Linked DNA regions of Mustela erminea: region 1 is linked to region 2. The links are chromatin contacts, called in public Hi-C maps. All regions are on one chromosome and are shown on one strand. Each heading gives the region's core, a stretch centred on a gene start, on an enhancer-like site or on the middle of the called end of the contact. The rest is flanking DNA. Distances are from core to core; before and after follow the strand shown. Region 1 holds the start of RNGTT (mRNA-capping enzyme). Region 2 holds the start of UBE2J1 (ubiquitin-conjugating enzyme E2 J1).

The links. A called contact is a pair of places that touch in the nucleus more often than the background predicts.
Region 1: a Hi-C map of fibroblasts shows a contact between it and region 2, with 5 times the contacts expected there. The contact joins the promoter of RNGTT here to the promoter of UBE2J1 in region 2. A contact is called at or near these places in 2 of 3 Hi-C or Micro-C datasets (fibroblasts and spleen).

Annotation. Positions count from the first base shown.
Region 1 is chr4:41,527,312-41,532,443 of mMusErm1.Pri, reverse strand. RNGTT (mRNA-capping enzyme) reads right to left here and starts at 3,596. Exons shown (of 16, transcript XM_032339080.1): 1 at 3,304-3,596. The coding sequence starts at 3,367.
Region 2 is chr4:41,233,338-41,238,250 of mMusErm1.Pri, reverse strand. It overlaps UBE2J1 (ubiquitin-conjugating enzyme E2 J1), which reads right to left and starts at 2,627. Exons shown (of 8, transcript XM_032339072.1): 1 at 2,348-2,627. The coding sequence starts at 2,378.

The DNA of each region.
Region 1 (5,132 bases), core at 2,347-4,846, 290 kb before region 2:
GACCTAAAGCTGCCTGGAAGTCAGCACCTTACCTGCTGCTATCTACCCCAAGTCAGTGCCACACTTGTTCTATTTAACAATAAGTCAGTGTTCTGATCTTTGTGACTGCCAGCCTGCACATTACATTAGAACTCTGATATTTAAACAATTTTTCTAACTCCAAATTAAAAAATAATCACTTTGGCAAGAACTTTATGATCTTGTTTTTCTCACAAATCAGCGTAGCAGATAATTCTAGTGAAAGAATCCAGGAAACATGCTCCAAGCTAGAAAAGAAACCATACATCTGGGATCCCTGGGTGGCTCAGTTGGTTTAGCATCTGCCTTCAGCTCAGGTCATGATCCCAGTGTCCTGGGATTGAGGTCCACATCAGACTCCTTGTTCAGCCGGGAGCTTGCTGCTCTCCCTACTTGTGTGCCGGCACTCACTCTCTCTCTCTCCCTGACAAATAATAATAAATAAAATCTTTAAAAAAAAAAAAAAAAAAAGAAGCCACTGATCTAAATCTAGAGGCTTTTCCATAACTCCATAGAAAAAAGCCACATGTAATAAAGAAAGGATTCACTACAAAGTTAGAGATGGTAAGGGGGAAAAAGTCAAAACGGCCTACAAAGAAAAATGTAAAGAACTGTGACCAATTAATTTGAATAAGTACAATGATTACCAAGAACAACTGCTTTTATTACAAGTGAAAATGCATATAAAAACGGTTAAGAGTTGTGGCACCTGGGTGGCTCAGGGGGTTAAGCCTCTGCCTTTGGCTCAAGTCATGATCTAAGGGTCCTGGGATCGAGCCCCACATCCGGCTCCCTGCTCAGCAGAGAGCCTGCTTCCCCCTCTCTCTGCCTGCCTCTCTGCCTGCCTCTCTGCCTAGTTGTGATTTTTCTCTGTCAAATAAATAAACTCTTTAAAAAAAAAAAAAAGGTTAGAGCAGGAGTGTCTAAGTGGCACAGTCACTTAAGCAACCACCTCTTGATTTCAGCTCAGGTCATAACCTCAGGATGGTGAGATTGAGTTCTGCACCAAGCTCTGCATTCAGGAGGGAGTCAGAGGCTGCTTGAGATTCTCTGCCCCTCCCCTTGCTTGTATGCACTCTCTCTCTCTAATAAATCTTTTTAAAAAAATGGTTAGAGCATGAAGAAATTTTTTTCATTTTTCATTAAAGACATTTCCTCACCCTAAGACCTGCTTAGGTTATCTTTCAGTATTATTTTTAGCCATCATTGATATGGCTCTACTTACTAAGGATATTATGTAAAATGTGGGGGAAAAAAAAAACCCTGACAAAGCAGGAGAATTAGGAACCTGAATTTAAAAAGGGCTCTTGGGACACCTAGGTGGCTCAGTTAAGCGTCTGCCTTGGTCTCAGGTCATGATCTCCAGGTTCTGGAATCAAGTCCCACATCGGGCTCCCAGCTCAGCAGGGAGTCTGCTTCTGCCTCTCCCCTAGCTTGTGCTCTGTCTCTGTCTCTCCCTCTCTCTTAAATGAATTTAAAAAAAAAAAAATCTTGACAAACCATAAGAGACTCTTATGTCACAAAACAAACTGAGAATGGCCGGGGGGAGGCGGGTAAGGAGAGAGTGGTGGGGTTACGGACATTGAGGACAGTATGTGCTATGGTGAGTGCTGTGAAGTGTGTAAACCTGGCGACTCACACAGCTGTACCCCTGGGGCTAATAATACATTATATGTTTATAAAAACACAAAAAATTAAATTTTTTTTAAAAATTTTTTTAAAAATCTTTAAAAAAAATAAAAAAGGACTCTTTCAACAATTTCAAATAACTGGTAAGACATACTATAAATATATACATAACATGTAATCATAGTTCACTACAAAACCCTTCTAGAATCAGCAGCAAGTTGTGGTTCAAATGTAAATCGTTCACTCCTCAAAAACACAGTGTTAAGAAAATGAAAAACCAAGCCACAGACAGGAGAAAAAAAAAATTTAAGCATATATCCAATATACGATTTGTATTTACAATATATAAAGAAGTCTAACCATTCAACAATAAGATAAAAACCCAATTAAAAAATCAGTACACGATCTGGACATCTCACAGAAGATATGTGAATTGCCAAGAAGCTCATATACACCACAAACCACAATATGACTAAATACCTATTATCGTGGGTAAAATTAAAAAGACTGACCATACCAAGCCTTGGAGAGGATATGAACTAAACAGAACTCTCAGACATTAATGGTGGGAATGTAAAATGCTATGGCTTTTAAAAAGAGTTTGACATTTTTTTAAAAGGTTAAACATACACCTACCATATGATCCTTTCCTCTCCTAGAACCTGACACAAGAGAAATGAAAGCATATATCCATACAAATTACTGCACAGGAATGTTCATAGCAGGTTAATTTGTAATAGCCAAAAACTGCAAACAACCTAAATGACTATCAGTGAGTGTATGGATAAACAAATGTGCTGCATCCATTAACAATGGACTACTACTGTTTGTATGTGCAATAAAAAGGGATGCACATACAAACATACAAGAACTTGGATAAATCTCAAAATAACAATGCTGAGCAAAAGAATACAGAGACCTTCCCCCCAAAACAAGTGTATGCACTGTATGATTCTATTTATTTTTTTTTAAGTATAGAAAATGCAAACTAATCTATGACAGAAAGCATGTAAGAGATTGCCTGAGGAGGAAGGGATTACAGGGGGCAGTCGAAACTCTTGAGCGGTGATGGTTATGTTCACTGTTTTGATTGTAGTGGTGGTTTCATGGGTGTTTCACTGGAAGTGTGTCTGGGTATGCGGCATTTCTCACACAACACTTTAAGGTTTGTTATGTGTCAAACTCAATGAAGACGCAAAAATTCACAACAAAATCGTTTTTAAAAACCAAACTCCAGTCAGTGTCGATCCATTTCAGCACTGGGAAACTTCCCTCTCCTCTTGAGCCCTCCATCTCAAGACTGACACTTGTCCCTACCCCATCCGAGAAACCTGGAAGGTTCCTAAACTTCTAAGCTTCAAAGTAATGCCCGCTGTGTTCTTGGGCCCCCAGCTCCCGCTACCCAAACCTCCTGTCTACTTTCGCGTTCGCAATACTTAGTCGTCCTGGAGAGTGACACGTGCCCCCACCCACCGGCCCACCCCCTCCAATCACTTTCCCAAACACTCAACCACGAAGCTTCGTCCGACCGAGCACATCTCGGTCCTGAAATACCACTAACAAGCACGGAACCCCACGAAAGCTGCGCCCCTCACACGGCCCACCCACGGGCCCGCGGATATGCAGGGACTCGAACACCACCCCCGTCCGGGTTACCTGCCACCGGCTGGCCGCGCCGCGGACAGTTCAGCCACCGTGGTGGGATCTTGTTATGAGCCATGTCTCGGGGCCGCGCAGAGGCGCCCCCTCCACCAACGTTCGCCGCGCCAACGCCGCCGCCTCCTCGCGGTCGGCTCCGTACCGAGGGTCCGAGGCACCCGAATCCCGGCAGGGGTCGAAATCCCAGCAGCTCCTGCCCGGGAAACGTCAGAGGCGGCGCGCCACTTTCATTCAGGATCAACTCCACCACTCTAAGAGAGCCCACAATGCACTGCTACTTCCGCCCCTAAAGGCCCCGCCCCCTTCTTTCCGAGGTCAGAGGGAAAGACGCAGATGCTCGTTAAGAGGGATGGGAGGGAGTTAAAGCCACGGCGAATGGGAGGGGCGCGTCTTCCATTGCCCCGCCCCACCGAGAACTCCCGCTCGCCCTTAGGACGGCTTCGCGCAAGCGCGGGTGGCCTCGTACCGGTTCCCGCAAATGACACGTATTTTGTATTCTTCCCTAGTCAGCAGATAGACACCCCTGAAGATGTAGAGAAGCCAGCCCTCTTTCCAGGCGTAGACTGATCCGCAGCTTCCACAAAAGCATCTGTTTTAGTGATGAAAGTGTCCTTCCCACCACTGTTAACGATCTAGAGCCTGATCGCCCTTTTTTCTGCCCAGCTTGGCGTCCCGGCAGGATCTGAGTTTGAGCTGAAATTTGGGAAGTTTTCCTTGACATGGATCAGGGAAACAAGCTTTAGAGACATTCTAAGGGCGAGAAGTTGGAATGCCAGAAATGACTTTCTCTTTGGGAGCGGGGGCGGGGGGGTACTTGTAAGGATCCTTGAAGTATCTGAAATTAATCCCAAAATGGTTTTCTAGAGTTTTGTTTGTACATTTCTGGAGCAAATTTTTCGAGTACTGGGGAGCATCAGGGGCTCCGTGTCTCAAAGTTACTAACGTGCATAACTGGCAAAGGCGGGAACACAAAGGGGTGTTCTTTGCCTTACCGAACAAATGGTCTTACCCTTCGAGTTAAACAGGAGTGATTGGGAACGTTTTATAAACTCCGTCCTGTAATAAGACTTTCTGTAATTACTAAAGTGTTAAACATAAAACTGGATAATGGAAAAATTAATTTTAATGTAGCGATTTGGTTTTAAAGACCAATACTATATTTGAATTGTAAGATTGTGAGTTTAGGGGGTGGGTGGCGTATACTTTAAAGTGGGTAGGTGGGAAACTTAAGGAACAGCTCAGCCCCTGAATGCCTGTACCCTCTCAGTAAGACTCAGAATTCTCCCATAAACAGAGAGGTCCTGAGTTAGGTCTCACTCCCAGTCTGTCCTGCTGTTACAACTACTGAGACCTTTTTGTAAATGTGTCACACCTCTCCTGACAGGACAAGATAAGGTTTTCCTTACCGACCAGCTGTGTATCTAAATATTTCTCTTCCCTGCTGACAAAGTAAAATGGATACCATGCCCAAATCTCTAGGGATGGAAAAGGTGAACCGAATCCTGTGATAATATCTCATTTTCCCTCTCTGGGGATGACTCCCCTTGGAAAGCATCCCCCCTCACACACTCTCACACACACACAGTCCTAGGCACAGGGAGAGCTTCCCAGAGGCTTCATGCCACCCATGAGCCTCTGTAATTGGTTGTAAGCCGTCAGTGTGTGCTTAAGTTTTACATCATTATCGTTCATGCCCTCTCCATCCTTAGTGCCCATAGAGCAAAAGGACCTCATGGCTCCCTTATGCCCCACAAAAGACAGTAGAGTAGGAAAGTGGCATCCAAGTCACTGGGCAGTTTCTTACTAACAGGAATCTTTCTCTTGAT
Region 2 (4,913 bases), core at 1,378-3,877:
CCAAGTTTCTGGTGGAGATAGTGGATGCCTTTGCACTGATCTCATATGCACCAATCACCTGCTAAACACACCCACAGGCCTGTCTGAAGAAAGCTCCCACAGAACGTTCTTTATAGCTAGATCTCCCTACTTTGTACTAAGAGACCCTACTACCTTGGCCAGAGCAGACTCAAAAAGGGATCGGGGAGCTTGATGCATAGCAACTATTGACAAGCTAAGTCAGAGGCTTAGGAGGTGGCTCCATACAGAGTTCTGCCCATAACCACAAGTCCATTCCAGAAAAATCACAAAGAAATAACTTTTCCTAATTACAAAGTGAACAAATTACTATCCACATGCTAGAGCACTGGCCCTGAACCAGTTATGTGTATTCTCTTAATTGTACGATCCATACCTCTAAGACAACTGCACATTACAGAGAAAAGGTTCTGTACCTTCCATTGTGCAGTGCTTTTAAACAGTTTTTTTCACATAGGCATTACTCTAAAAATATCACAGGACTGAGAATAAAACAAAGGAAGGAAGCTTCACCATGCCTCCTAGCATTTCAAGTAAGTGCCATATATCATCTAATTCAACTTCACCATGAACTCCAAATGATCCACACAGTAACAACAACAAAAGATCTTAAAAAATTATTTAGTGTAGAACAGCAATACCACCTTTGAGGAAATGATACCAAAAAGAGGAAGCAATTTATAATACAGAAGCATGTCGACCAAAGCTCAGCCAGATGACAGACCATATACTTTGGAAGTGTACAAAATTCTGGAGAATTTTGAAAGCTTTTCATAACTTCAGGTATGAGAACCTATCAAACCTGAGCAATGTGCTCTAACAACAATGTCTTGGGACCCACCAGTTCGCCATTCTAAACTGCACTATTACTTATATTTCCATTATTCTCTGGACATTCCACTAAGGTCCTCAGCTGTCCTAAGGAACTTGGTACCATGTGACCAAGGAGTCACCGTACATTTTTAGCCACGTAGTTTTATTTAAATCTAAGACAATCTAAACAGTTTAAGCATTCTACCATCTAACCTTAAAACTAAGGTTTTCTTTCCCTTTCTCTTTTAAATTCCTTTCTTCCCCAGGTGTTCAGAAGAGATGGGAGGGGTGTGGGTTCAAGGGGGGGTCCTTAACCCACTGAAATTGAATTGTATAAATGCATTTCTTGGAAAGCCCAGAGCCTTCACCAGATTTCTTTTTTAAAGTCTATGGACCCCCCCAAATGTTATGACCCATTCTACACACTTGGTCACCTAAGAACACATCTCAGCCCGACCGCACTCAAGCTCACAATGCTCTGTTCAATCAATATCCTCGGACTTTTCTGGAGTTTCTACATATTAAGTATTTTCTTAATAAAAAAAATCACAATGTCAGCTCTTTTCATAAGGATGCTAATCTTGCTGATTCCTACTGAAAGGATGCTTTCTTGGAAGGAAAAAATAAGCAGCAGCAATATTTGGTCAAACCATCACGAATATTCTCGGATTATCATTTAGAGCTGAACTGTGGAGTTTCTCCCTCCTGACAAATTTATCAAGGTACAGACAGAAGAGAATAAATACCACTTACAGGCCCTAGTGATTCATTTCCAGCCTGCCTTAATATGAGAGAGCTGCTGACTTTTCTTGCATCTTTACACGGCACCGGAAAAGAACTTGAAGCTAGGACTGTTCGGGCTATTCTGTGAATGAAGCAGGGGCACGAAATGCAGGAAGTCTCTATGACTGAACACAGACATGTATCATGTCAGCCGTCACGGCAAAAATCATGGTTTCCTCTAAAGTACACGGCCCCTCTAACTAGTTTTCTTAGTTCTAGGTTAGTTGGTTTAGCACAGAATCTTTCCTCTAGGTCTGTAATTCCATTCGCCCCCAATGTTGCAAATGGGATATTTAAACAACCAAATCCTCACATGCAAGTGAGTCAAGCAGCTAATAAAAGTCCGGTGGCAGCGACGAAGGGATAACGACGGTCTGGGCTTAAGTACCGCAAGGGACTGTTAACTATTACCCACCGACATCACCTTTACACCTGTTCCCAGGGATGAGTTCAGGACCCAGCACTACGCGCCCAACATGAGGAGAAGGGAAAGTCCGGGTGCTGCGGGGAACTGGCGGGTACCCACGACTGGCGGCGGGTGCCCGCCCGGCCGCCCTGCGGCCTGCACCATCCCGGCAGGCGGCGGTCTCGCGTAGAACGCGAAACCCCGAAGCGGAGCCGCGAGTGGCGGCGGACGCGAGGGAACCGCAGCGCCGGGCCCGGGAGCCCAGGGGTCAGTCCGCCCTCCCCGGCCCACCCGGCGCCGCCGCCCGCCGCCTCCGGCCCCGCTCACCCGGACTCTTGAGGTTGTAGCGGGTCTCCATGGCGGTTCGCTGTCCCGGCTACGGCTTCCCGGCCCGCCGCCTCCACCTTTCCGCGCCGCTGCTGCCCGGGTGTCAGCGCGGGCTCGGGCCGATTGGGCCAGGCCGACGGAGCCTCCGCAGACGCCGCCCAGCCCGGGCCCCGACTGCAGGCGGGAGGTGTGTGGGGGTGTGAGCGTGCGGGCGGGGCGCGGGCTTCGCGATGGCGCCGCCTCCTCCGCGGCTCCCCCCGCCTCCCTGAGGGCCCCGGCAGGCGCCGGCGCCGGCGGGGGCGTCGCTGAACCGGGCGCCGGGGCTGGAGGTCAGCCTCCTCGTCTGGCCACGGGCCCAACCCCGCCGCGGTCGCCGGGTGTGCGTCACCCGCCCTCGCCCGGGTTTTGTGAAGTTGCCCTGACGTGGCGGTGGCTTCGTGGCAGTCGGTCAGCCCCGGCGCCGGTCACTGCGCGATCGCCGCTAGGCCCGCTAAGGTCGCTCCGGGGTCTGCAAAAGCGGGCGGCGTCCCCGTCTTCCTCTCGGCTTGGGCCCGCGGAGGCCGACCCTTCGCCGGGCCCCTCCGGGGTTCCCCGGCGCTCGCGGGTATAAGCGAGGAACTGCGGGGCCGGAAGCGGCCCGGCCCTACCCGCTGCCGGCGGGCTCCGGGACCCCCGGGCTGAGAGTCCAGAGGGGCCCGGGGCCTGGCTGCTCGCGCGCTGCTCCGCGGGGTCGTGGGCCGCTTTGTTTGGGAGCTAGGAGCTGATGGGGGTAAAGAAGAGCAATCCAGTGATAAGGAAATTGAGTAGGATTTTTCTAACTTCTTTTTTAGTAATGTGATTGGGTGCAAGACACTTCTAAGCATTGTGGGAGTTGAGAAAAAGAATTATAACTAGTCAAATAAAACTGAGGGAAATACATTGAATTTGGGGGAAAGCATGCAACCTTAAAGGACGCAGTACATGCTTCGTTATAGAAAAAATGGGATTCCGAGGAAGAAGCCTATGGGTTCTTGAAGGCTTAAGAGAGGGGTGAGAACTGAGGAAAAGAGGAAGATGGGGTGGATGAAAAGGGAAGGAAGGAACTCTTGGTGAGATGAAGCAGGGCTGATCTAGTTGGGCCAGTTATATTTCATCACATAAAGAATTGTACCAGCAAGCTTTTGTAAAGAATGAAATTGAGATGGAAGGGAAGAAATGGAGGATATCTAACATAAAATTGGATGGGACGTTTCAAGCCATTCCATGATGTTTTCTGAGAAGCAAACGGATGATCCGAGTGGCTGAGATACGCAAGCAAAGCCAATGTGCTACTTCATTCATTTATTCATTCTTTGTGTTAAATATTCAAATTGTTTGACACTTGACAGTTCTGCAAAAGTCTGTGGCTGGTGCAAGAGGCCTTGCAGTAAAGAGGCTTCTGAAATAGGTACCATCGTTCCCATCTGAGAGCTAAGGAAACAGTTCTGGAAGCCAAGGAAGCGCTTGGTTACTCAGCCTCCAGGTTAGTCAAACACTGGACGCTATACTCCTCTGGGGCTCTCCTCTCCTTTTCTTCCTCTGTATGGAGACTGTGACGTTTTTCTTTTCTTTCTTTTTAGAAGACACCACCACCTCGTCTTTTCCTTGGCATTGAAGGGTTTCAGGACATCACCCCACCCCACGCCCAATGTGCCACTTGGCATATGGATTATTCTGAGCTGAAGGCACTTGAGATCCTGAGAGTGCAAAAGAAACTTTTGTCCCTTCTTCAGTCACATAGAAGAATCTAAATTGAGGGTCTTTCCAGAAAAAGGATTATTAGCAGAGATAAATCTTATCTGAGTGACCCACCTGTATTGCAGGGCAGACATCTAATTACCAAACATCTGTTCTCCTGTCCATGAAGTGTTTTCCTTTCCAGTGAAGTTCCAGGTCCCAACCCCTTCTTAGTTCGGGATGACGTATAGATCTCATTTTGCCTGTCTTTGGAGTTTCCATGTCTGTATGGATTCCCTGTACCTACACTATTAAATTTATCCTATTTATCTATCTCATGTCAATTTGATTCTTAGTCCAGCCAGAAGGACCCTGAAGGGGACAGTTCTTGCTCCTGGAAAAGGGACAAAGAAGGGGCGTGGGGTTATGGACATTGGGGAGGGTATGTGCTTTGGTGAGTGCTGTGAAGTGTGTAAACCTGGCGATTCACAGACCTGTACCCCTGGGGATAAAAATATATGTTTATAAAAAATAAAAAATTTTTAAAAAAAAGGGACAAAGAATTCTTGCTCCTCAACAGGGAGGGGGCTATTTTCCCCACAAAATGAGCTCCAGAGTAATTATAATCTCTCCTTCCTTGGTTAAAAACAAATTTATTCTAACAATTTAGTTAATGGGCTCATGTTAAAGTTTATTAAACTTGTTGCAAGAGCAAAGACCTCTAGCAAGCCAACTGAAAGATTTCTCTCAGCAGAGACATTTATAGTTAAGAGAATTTATTTAGAACCACAATCGGGTACCTGGGTGACTTAGTTAAGCATCTAACTCTTGATCTCAAATCAAGTCTCGATCTCAGGGTTGGGGTTGTGAG